Regions from separate parts of the Mus musculus genome. Here region 2 is linked to region 1. The links are chromatin contacts, called in public HiChIP or PLAC-seq maps. All regions are on one chromosome and are shown on one strand. Each heading gives the region's core, a stretch centred on a gene start, on an enhancer-like site or on the middle of the called end of the contact. The rest is flanking DNA. Distances are from core to core; before and after follow the strand shown. Region 1 has its middle 26 kb from the start of Rab10os. Region 2 overlaps Kif3c (kinesin family member 3C).

Region 1 (4,799 bases), core at 1,344-3,843:
ATCACTGGAAAGAGAGGCCCATTGGACTTGCAAACTTTATATGCCCCAGTACAGGGGAATGCCAGGGCCAAAAAGTGAGAGTGGGTGGGTAGGGGAGTCGGGGGGGAGGGTATGGGGGACTTTTGGGATAGCATTGGAAATGTAAATGAGGAAAATACCTAATAAAAAAAAGAATTTATAAAAAAAAAAAGAAAAATAAATAAGGATGTAAGAGATTAAAAAAAAAAAAAGAAGTCTGAGACAGAGGCTGGCTTAGGCTATATGACACCCTGTATTAGAACATTAAGATCAAACAGGAGAGTTTATGGCTGAGGTCAGCTATGGGAAGGCAGGGACCAGAAGGAACCAGTTTTTTTTAATTAGGTATTTTCTTCATTTACATTTCAAATGCTATCCCAAAAGTCCCCCAGACCACCCCCCACCCCCCTACCCACCTACTCCCACTTCTTGGTTGGCCCTGGCATTCCCCCGTACTGAGGCATATAAAGTTTGCTAGACCAAGGGGCCTCTCTTCCCAATGATGGCCAACTAGGCCATCTTCTGATACACGAGCTTAGGGGGTACTGGTTAATTCATATTGTTGTTCCACCTATAGGGTTGCAGATCCCTTTAGCTCCTTGGGTACTTTCTCTAGCTCCTCCATTGGGGGCCCTGTGATCCATCCAATAGCTGACTGTGAGCATCCACTTCTGTGTTTGCCAGGCCCCGGCATACCTCACAAGAGACAGCTATATCAGGGTCCTTTCAGCAAAATCTTGTTGGTGTATGCAATGGTGTCAACGTTTGGAGGCTGATTATGGGATGGATCCCTGGGTATGGCAATCTCTAGATGGTCCATCCTTTTGTCTCAACTCCAAACTTTGTCTCTGTAACTCCTTCCATGGGTGTTTTGTTCCCAATTCTAAGAAGGGGCAAAGTGTCCACACTTTGCCATTCTTTAGGTCTGCAGCCTAGCCTACTTTCTGCTGAGCTCCTGACCAATGAGGGAGATTCTGCCTCAGAAACTAAGGTGTATGTTGCCACCAATATCACTAACGGGAGCATTCTGTGAATTTGTTCTCTCATCTTTAGCAGCATCCCTGGTCCCATTGTGTCAATTCCAAATTCCCGTATCCATCAGCAGCACAGTACCTCCCTCAACTTGTAACTTTCAAATGGCTGTAGACATGGTCGGATGAGATGAAATCTCCTGCAATGGAGACCCTTTGTTTTATGCTGATTCTTGGAGATGTCCTAAAAAAAAAATTTTAGGTACACTGACATGTATTGATGTGTAATTGGGGATAAATAATAAAATATTAGTTTAGGGCTTCACCTAGGCATGGAAACTGAGAGCTTATAGCTCATCTACAAGATGGGGGTAGAGAAAGAGCAAGACTGAGCCTAATGCCAATTTTGAAACCTCAAAACCCACCCCACCCCCAGTGACACACCTCCTTCAAATAGACCACACCTCCTAATCCTTTCTAAACAGTCCACCAGCTGGTAGCTGGTGTACATTGAGTATACAGGGGCCATTCACATTCAAACCACCATACACATTCCTTTTCTAGAATCTGTGATCACAGAACCAGACAAGAGCTCCCTCCTGTGGGGCAAGCCTCATAATACATTCAGAAAGCACTGTGTTTACCCACAGAAGAGTTGAGCCAGAGTAAAAGACAGTTGGAATGCATCTGGGGAAACATGCAAATTTCTTCTACCTCTTTTCCTTTTCAGAAGTACCTGAGGAAAAGGTTTCTTCTAAACGAAGTAAGTTCCTTATGGATAATTTTTATTCATGGGAGATGTGACTATCCTAGGATTCCTTTTTAAAATATATGAGTCTGTGTTAAAACATTCAAGGATATGAAAAGACGGCCCCTAAGGTCTGGCCTGTCTCACATCAAGCACTGGGTAGTGACAAGATAAGCTCTGGCAAGGTACTGTCTAATAGGAGCCAGCAGGTACATATGAGGGCGGGAAGAAGTAAGCTGTTCCTTATCCAGGGAGGTGGGCTGGGGCTTGGCTTTCCTTTTTCTTATTTGTTCTTTTTATTTAAAAACTTTATGTGTATAATGCATTTTGATTGAATCCACCCATATTCCCTGCCCTGCCGTTTATACACTCTCCATTTTCCAGGCCGACCTTTTTTATTCTACTGTCTTCCTCCCACCCACCCCCTTCCCACAATCATTCCCCCTTCCCCCTCCATTCTCTTCTGAGGGGGTGGGGCTCCCCCTGGGAATCTCCAGACCCTAGCACTCCCAAGTCTCTGCAAGGCTAGAAGCTTCTCTTCCCACTGAAGCCAGACAAGGCAGCCCAACTAGAAACACATATCCCACAGACAGGCAACAGCTTTTGGGATAGCCCCAGGGCCAGTTGCTTGGGACTCACATGAAGACCAAGCTGCACATCTGCTACATATATGCGGGGAGGCCTAGATCCAGCCCATGTATGCTCTTTGTTTTGTGGTTTGGTCTCTTGAGAGTCCCAAGGGTCCAGGTTAGTTGACTCTGTTGGTCTTGCTGTGGAGTTCCTATCCCCTTAGGAGCTGCAATCCTTCCTCCCATTCTCCCATAAGAGTCTCTGAGCTCCATCTACTGTTTGGCTGTGGGTATCTGCATTTGTCTGAGTCAGCTGGTGGGTGGAGCCTCTCAGAGGACAGCCGTGCTAGACACCAGTCTGCAAGCCTAACAGTGCACTCTGAACTTCATATAATCCTTTAAAAAAAAAACCTTTGAGTCATCCTACTGTATGAGTAGGGGTTTAGAACTGTCTACTGGAGCATGGGTATCCTATCAGGGTTGCATCTTGGTTCTGTTGTTGTTTTTATATCCCACTCACTGCCATCCTCACAAAGTCCTTCTCCCCGTTCTCCCTCCTCTTCTCCTCTGAGAGTGTGGCCCACACCCTGGGTATCCCACAACCCAGGCACATCAAGTCTCTGCAGGTTTAGGCGGTGAGGGGGGGGTTGCATGTGTGTTGCATATTGAGTGCTCGTGTGTTATATGTGCTCATTGTGTTGTGTGAGCTGGTGTGTGTATGCTTTTGTATTCATGAGCACACATGCACACTCATGTTCTCATATGTGTCTGTATGTAGGTATGTGTGTGTGCATGTGACACACTCGACATGCTTGTGCATGCCAAAACCACTTCTGGAGGTAAAAGGACAATGGCAAGTGTTCATTCATTCTTTCCTTTCACCTCGTGCTAGGTAGGGTTCTTTTGTTCTTCACTGCTGTGCTCCAGGATAGGTAATTCATTAACTCCCAGGGATTCTCCTGTCTCCACCTCCCATTTGACCACAAGAGCACTGGGGTTACAGATGTTCACTGCTGTGTCCAGCTTTCTGTGAGCTTCTGGGTATGCAAGCTGAGAACCCTCACACCTGGTCATCTAGCCTTCTCTCCAGCTCCATAGCTCATCCATTTATGATCCAAGGTTTAGCTTCAAATCCTTCTTTGAGATACTATTCTATTTCTGTGCTTATTCATCCCAGACTCCAGGAAGTTTCCTACAGAAAGTTTGCAAGTGCTTTTAGGAATGTGCTTGTGTATTTCTCTTCCTCATACCACAGAACATCACATGCTGTGTGACACTCTGGTCAGGATGGTGGTTCCATAAGAGATGATAGGAGTGAAAAGTACCATCATATGATGACAAGGATATTTTAGCATAGCAGTGCACAGAGTATCTCATGTTAGGGATGGTTCTGGCAGAAGTAAACCTATCCTATTACCAATAGAATTAAAGTATAGAATATACAGTTTTATAGTGCCATGGCATTGGTAATTTATCATACCATTCATTTTATTCTTACAGTATATGCCTTCTAACTAGAAAGGGGTCTGTATGCATACAAGCCCATGTGTACAGGAGTGTGCATGTGGAGTGGTATGTGATTTTAATCATATGAATGCCCAAATATGCATAGATCATGGACTCATGCAGTGGCAAATGAAAGATGTCTCTCTTTCAGGAGACCCTTGGAGACAGTACCTTTCCCACAGAATTTCATTCAAGGAGCTCAAAGGTCAGGTTAGTTTTATAACATTCACTGTTACTATAAGCTAAGCAAAGCCCACCTCCTCCACACTTCTTCTGAAAACTACAATTTGTCTCCTGCTGCTTCTACCATTTTAGTTTGTTAATGTCATAATGAGCATTGTTCCTATATCATACCAGCCCATCCATCCCTCTCCACTTCGTACTGCTCTGTTACCCCCCCTCCCGTCTAGAGTTCATAATCTTTTTTTATTATTTTTAATATCCCCCAGTTCAAAATCAAACAATTATTCATTTTTATATTTTTTTATTCTTCTCTCATACAACACATTCCCAACTGCAGCATTCCCTCCCTACGCTCAGCCCAGTTTCTCTCTAGTTTCCCTTTCCCTCAAATCCCACAAACAACCACAGCATGTATGCAGAGAACCTAGTACAGACCCTGCAGGCTGTGATTGTTGCTTCAGTCTCTGTGAGCTCCTATGAGGCCTACTTCAATGATTCTGTGGTCCATGTTTCCCAGGTGTCCTTCACCCCAGGCTCCTACAATCCTTCTTCCCCTATTCCATAGGGTTCCCCAAGCTCTGCCTTTGGTTGTGGGTCTCTGCATCCATTCACATTAACTGCTGGAGGAAGCCTCTCTGATGTCAATTGAGCTAGGCACTAACATATGAGTTTGGGAATAATTTTATTAAACCTTTTTTTGTGGGGAGGAGGGGTTCGTCAGTCGTGTTTAGTCTTGTTGCAGGAAATATTTTTAAAAGGCACCATCCTGCGCTATCACCAGCTACTCACTCTCCCCGGCAACCT
Region 2 (4,799 bases), core at 1,472-3,971, 180 kb after region 1:
AGTTTTGCCAGGATCTATCCTGTATGGATCACCATGAAGGAAGTGGTCAGGATGGAAAAGGAGCCTGTAAGGGGAGGGGCTTGTGGTGGGAAGCGCTTCTGTCCCCAGTGGTTAGTTCCGGTGGATACATGCATGGGCTTGTGTTGGTTGCCAGAAATTAGCAACAGTTGTTAATATTTGCTCAGCTCTGCTGTGTAAGAATACAGGCAGAAGTTAAGTCAGACATTTCTGAGCTTGTGGTCCAGAGGGAAAGATGGAGAAGTGTCATGACTGGGCACCATAGAGGCCTGCTGCAGTCTTTCTAGCTTCTCAGCTGGGTGTTCAGCAATTCCAACTGTTTCTACCCTGGAGAGCTTGAAGTCTGCACATGATGTGCAGCTGCATCAGTTAGCTGGGTGTGCAGCGCCCTCTGCTGGTAGCTGCGTAGAACGAGGCGGACCATACAAAGCGGACGGAGTGCCTCTTGCAGTGGGACCAAATCTGTATATAATGATGGAAGGATAGTACTTCTCTGGAGATTCTTTACTCTCTGTAACCTAGGGACGCTACTTCCACGGCAGGGCAGGATCCTCCCCAGAGCTGGGATCGAAGCTAGTATGAGGTTGGTAGTGTCTAAGTGCATACAACCGTTTGGGACAGGTCTGCTAGTGTACATTTTTAATCCCAGCACTGGGGAAGCACAGGCAGGATTTCTGTGAGTTTGAGTCCAGCTTGGTCTAGCAAAGTTCAGGCCAGCCCAGGGCTGTATATAGAGATCCTATCTCACAAGCAAAGCAAAGCAAAACATTATCTTCCATTACCACATACAATGGTTATTTTTAGGAAGTTTCATACTGAGAGAATTTAATTCTATTTATAGGTTATATTCACTTTTTCCAGTTCCCTAATTATATAATTTACAGATGTTTCCCTTCCCCTAGCCCTGAGATCATTATTACATTTAAATGCCTGTTTAATCTGCAATTGAGAAGGGATATTTGTTTTTGTTTTTTTCCTTGAGACAAGAGTCATGCAATGTAGCCAAGGCTGGCCTGAAATTCACTGTGTAGTTCAGGCTGGCTTTGAACTCCTGAGTTCAGTCCTCCAGATCCCTGCCTCAGGAATGCTGAGGTTACTTGTATGTGTGACATGTGCCCTGTTTAATTGAGGAAAGGAAACAAATGGGGACAGCATATGACATGTACGTATGACAGTTCCACCATGAGACCCATTTCTTTGCATTCTAACTTAATTTTATTTTAAAAACATACTTTATTTTATTTTTTTAATTGCCAACTAGTCACTTTCCTTCTTAAATTTTTATTTAAGTTTTTATTGCATTTAGCTGTGTGTTGGGAGATAGGTGAGCTTGACCCAGCGTTCATTTGATGTCAGAGGACAACTTACAGAAGTTGAGTCTCTCTACCATGTGGGTCCCAGGGATTGAACTCAGCTTGCCAGGCCAAAGCACAAGTGCATGATTTGTGTGTGTGTGTGTGTGTGTGTGTGTGTGTGTGTGTGTGTGTGTGAGTGTGTGTATGAGTGTGTGCATGCTCTGTGTGTGGATGAGAGTGTGTGTGATTTGTGTGTGTGTGTGTGTGTGTGTGTGTGTATGAGTGTGTTCATGCTCTGTGTGTGGATGAGTGTGTGTGTGTGTGGATGAGTGTGTGCATACTTTGTGTGTGTGGATGAGTGTGTGTGTGTGTGTATGAGTGTGTGTATGAGTGTGTGCATACTTTGTGTGTGTGTGTGTGGATGAGTGTGTACATGCTTTGTGTGTGTCTGTGTATGTTTGTATGTGAGTTTGAGGTAAGCACTCATGAAGGCAGGTTGTACCTGCCCCTTTTGCCCTTTTTATGTACTTGAGGCTGTCCTTGAACTCCTGATCCTCCTGCTTCCACCTCCCAAATCTGGGATTACAGGCATGAGCCAGCATACTTAGTTGAGTCAGGGTCTCACTATGTAGCCCAGGCTAGCCTTGCTCCTCTGTCTTAGGCTTCCCAGGGCTGGGATTGCAGGAATGTGCAACCTCATCTATTTGAGGCAATTCTTTAAAATTAAAAAATTATTTTTTCTCTTTAGTTTAACTTTATGTTTTATGTGCATGCGGGCTCTGCCTGCCTGTATGTCTGTGCATCACGTGCTTTCTTGGTGGCTACAAAGGCCAGAAGGTGGCACAGGATCCCTCGTGAGCCACTGTGTTGGTGCTAGGACTCCTCGGGAGGAGCAGTGGCCGGTGTTCTTAACTACCAAGCTGCCTTCCCAGACCCCACTCCTTGTTTCTTTTTAATATCTGAAAGTTGTTAGTGTTGGAATAAAGAAAATAGTTCCTCCTGCAAACCCTAGCTGAGACTGAGAGTTCACAGAGAAGCCAGGGGGTGGGCTGGTGGCGGAGGGGAGTGGTGGCCACCCCCCATCTCCCAGACTACATCTGTCCCCTTGATCTCTACTTTCACAACTGGAGCTTGGGGGAGGGGAAGGCCTTGAACATGGGTTTCTGTGAGAAGAGGGTGCTCTGGAATCTGAGGCGGTGGAAGGACCCTCCCTCCTTTCCTTCCCAGACATCTCCCACAACTCACAAAACATGACTCACGCAGGGCTGAAAACACAAAAGCTCTGTCTCTCACCACTAAAGCATTGTTCAAGTTGTGGGCTGTTTTGCTTTGCTGAGGCCTGGGATACTCTGGGATGAGAACACTGAAGACTGCACTGAGTGGAGAGACATTGTTTGAAACAAATTACCTAAGGCTGGGCTGTCCCTTAGGAAACAGCTTTTGTTAGAAGCAGCCACCCTCCCTTGATGACAGCCACAAGGATCACCCCGCCCAGGCCGCTCTCCAAAGCAAGGGGTCATTGTTACCATGGGACAATGTTTGAACATGGCTATGTCAGCTTATTTGGGAAGTCTTTTCTTCTTTCTGTCTCTTTTACCTTCATATTTTGGTTAGAGTTGGTGGATTATGCTGGTTTGTGAGTGTGCCTGTTTAATTTCTCCCTTGTTTTGCTTCTAGGGATAGAGGTTAAACTCAGTGATAGGCACTGAGTGTCTACTTTGGTGTCTACTTTGTCACACGAGAAAATGGTTGGGCTTGACTTTGTTTTAAAAACCAGTCTTAGCCAGGCGTAGCGGCGCACGCCTTTGATCCCAGCACTCGGGAGGCAGAGGCAGGCAGATTTCTAGGTTTGAGGCCAGCCTGGTCTACAAAGTTAGTTCCAGGACAGCCAGGGCTACACAGAGAAACCCTGTCTCGAAAAACAAAACAAACAAAAAAACAAAACAAAACAAAAACAAAAAACAAAAAGAGAAAGAAAAAAAAGGAAGCATAAAGACCAGTCTTAGTCCATTGCTCAGGCTGGTCCCCAACTCCTGGTCTGAAAGGACTCTCCTCCCTTAGCTCCTCAAACAGCTGGTACTACAGGCACATGCTACCCTGTTCAACTCTGAGAAACTTCTGGCATTTATTTACTTATTTATTTATTTATTTAAGTTAGCCTCTCACTCTATAGCCCTGGATGGCCCTGAATGTAGCATGTAGCTAAGGCTGGCTTTGAACTCCTGACTTTCTGCCTCCCCAGTTCTGGGATATATATGAGGGTGTGAGACCCCGTGCCCAGACTTGACCCAGCCATAGAGGAGCCAGTCTACAAACATTCTCCATGCCATCATATTGATGAAGACACCAATCTCCTGAGTCACAAGTTGGCCTCAGATGCCCCTCATCTTCTGAGTCTTCTGCTTCTACCTCCCAAATGCGGAGAGCATAGGCCCGTGGCAGCATGCCTGTTTGGTACAGTGCTTAGGATCAAACCCAGGACTTCATGCATGCTAGGTACACTCTCTACCATCTGAACTATGGTCCCACCCTCCCCACTTTGCTTTCATAGTTTTGAGACAGGGTCTCCTGTGCACTAGGTTGGCCTTAAGCTCACTTTGTAGCCATGGATGACTTAGACCTCCTCATCCCCCTGCCTTCGCCACCCAAGAACCTGGACAGAAACATGAGCTCCCACACCTGGCTCCGGGTTAGGAGAGCATTCCCTCCTCCTACAGGAGGGAAGAAGGCCAAACTGGGTTTGTTACAGAGGCAACTTTATTTTTAAAATCTTGGTAAAAACATTCCTTAAATCATATGTGGTAGCTCGCTGCTGTAATCTGAGTACTCTGGAGGCTGAGATAGGAGGATGGCCTCATGTTTGAGGTTAGCCTAGGCTGCACTTAAGTTCCAGGCAGCCTAGGCTACATTAAGACCCTGTCTCAAAAAAGTCTCTATGTGATAGGTGATGGTGGTGACATGGCTCAGCTTATGAAGGGACTTGCTAGCAATCCTGAGGCTGCATTTGATCCTTAGGACCACACTGTAGGAGGAGAGACCTCCTCCTCCAAACTATCCTCTCATCTCCACATTGGGACCATGGCATTTGTGTCCTTACCCCCAAATGAATAAATTAAGAAATTTACAGCTGCCAGGTGGTGGTTGTGAAAGCCTTCAATCCTAGCATTCAGAAGACAGAGGCAGGTGGATCTCTGAGTTCAAGGTTATCCCGGTCTACAGAGTTCCAAGACAGCCAGGGCTACACAGAGAGACTCTGTCTCAAAAAGCAAAAACAAACAAACTTTAAGTAAAGCTTCGCAGGGTGTGAGACTTGAGAGGAAGAGGACAGTGAAATGCAGACGCACAGGGCTGTGAAATAAGGTGAGCAGGTGAGCTGAGGAGAAAATGGGAGCAGACACAGAAAAGTCCCATCTGCTGCCCTGGGAATGTATGGAAGACCAGGAAGTCCAGAGGGTGCTGGATGCCTGTTCTCAGAGTAAGAGAAGA

Evidence for each region. HiChIP or PLAC-seq counts read pairs in DNA pulled down with a chosen protein or histone mark.
Region 2: a contact with region 1 is called in an H3K27ac HiChIP or PLAC-seq map of extraembryonic endoderm stem cells, with 4 times the contacts expected there. The contact joins two enhancer-like sites. A contact is called at or near these places in 1 of 484 Hi-C or Micro-C datasets (the G1E-ER4 cell line), 4 of 115 datasets of contacts at active chromatin or transcription factors (embryonic stem cells, extraembryonic endoderm stem cells and stem cell-derived neural progenitor cells) and 3 of 9 other capture datasets (adipose tissue, liver and pancreatic islet).

What each region holds. Positions count from the first base shown.
Region 1 is chr12:3,207,793-3,212,591 of GRCm38.p6, forward strand. No RefSeq gene overlaps it. Among named protein-coding and RNA genes, the nearest start is that of Rab10os, 26 kb to the right of the region's middle. Within about 2 kb of position 2,594, at least 3 of the 459 cell types and tissues checked have an H3K27ac peak or open chromatin away from gene starts, as enhancers often do. A contact at or near this core is called in extraembryonic endoderm stem cells, where this site is marked.
Region 2 is chr12:3,390,685-3,395,483 of GRCm38.p6, forward strand. All of the region lies in intron 5 of Kif3c (kinesin family member 3C), which reads left to right. Among named protein-coding and RNA genes, the nearest start is that of I920046F24Rik, 28 kb to the left of the region's middle. Within about 2 kb of position 2,722, at least 28 of the 459 cell types and tissues checked have an H3K27ac peak or open chromatin away from gene starts, as enhancers often do. A contact at or near this core is called in extraembryonic endoderm stem cells, where this site is marked.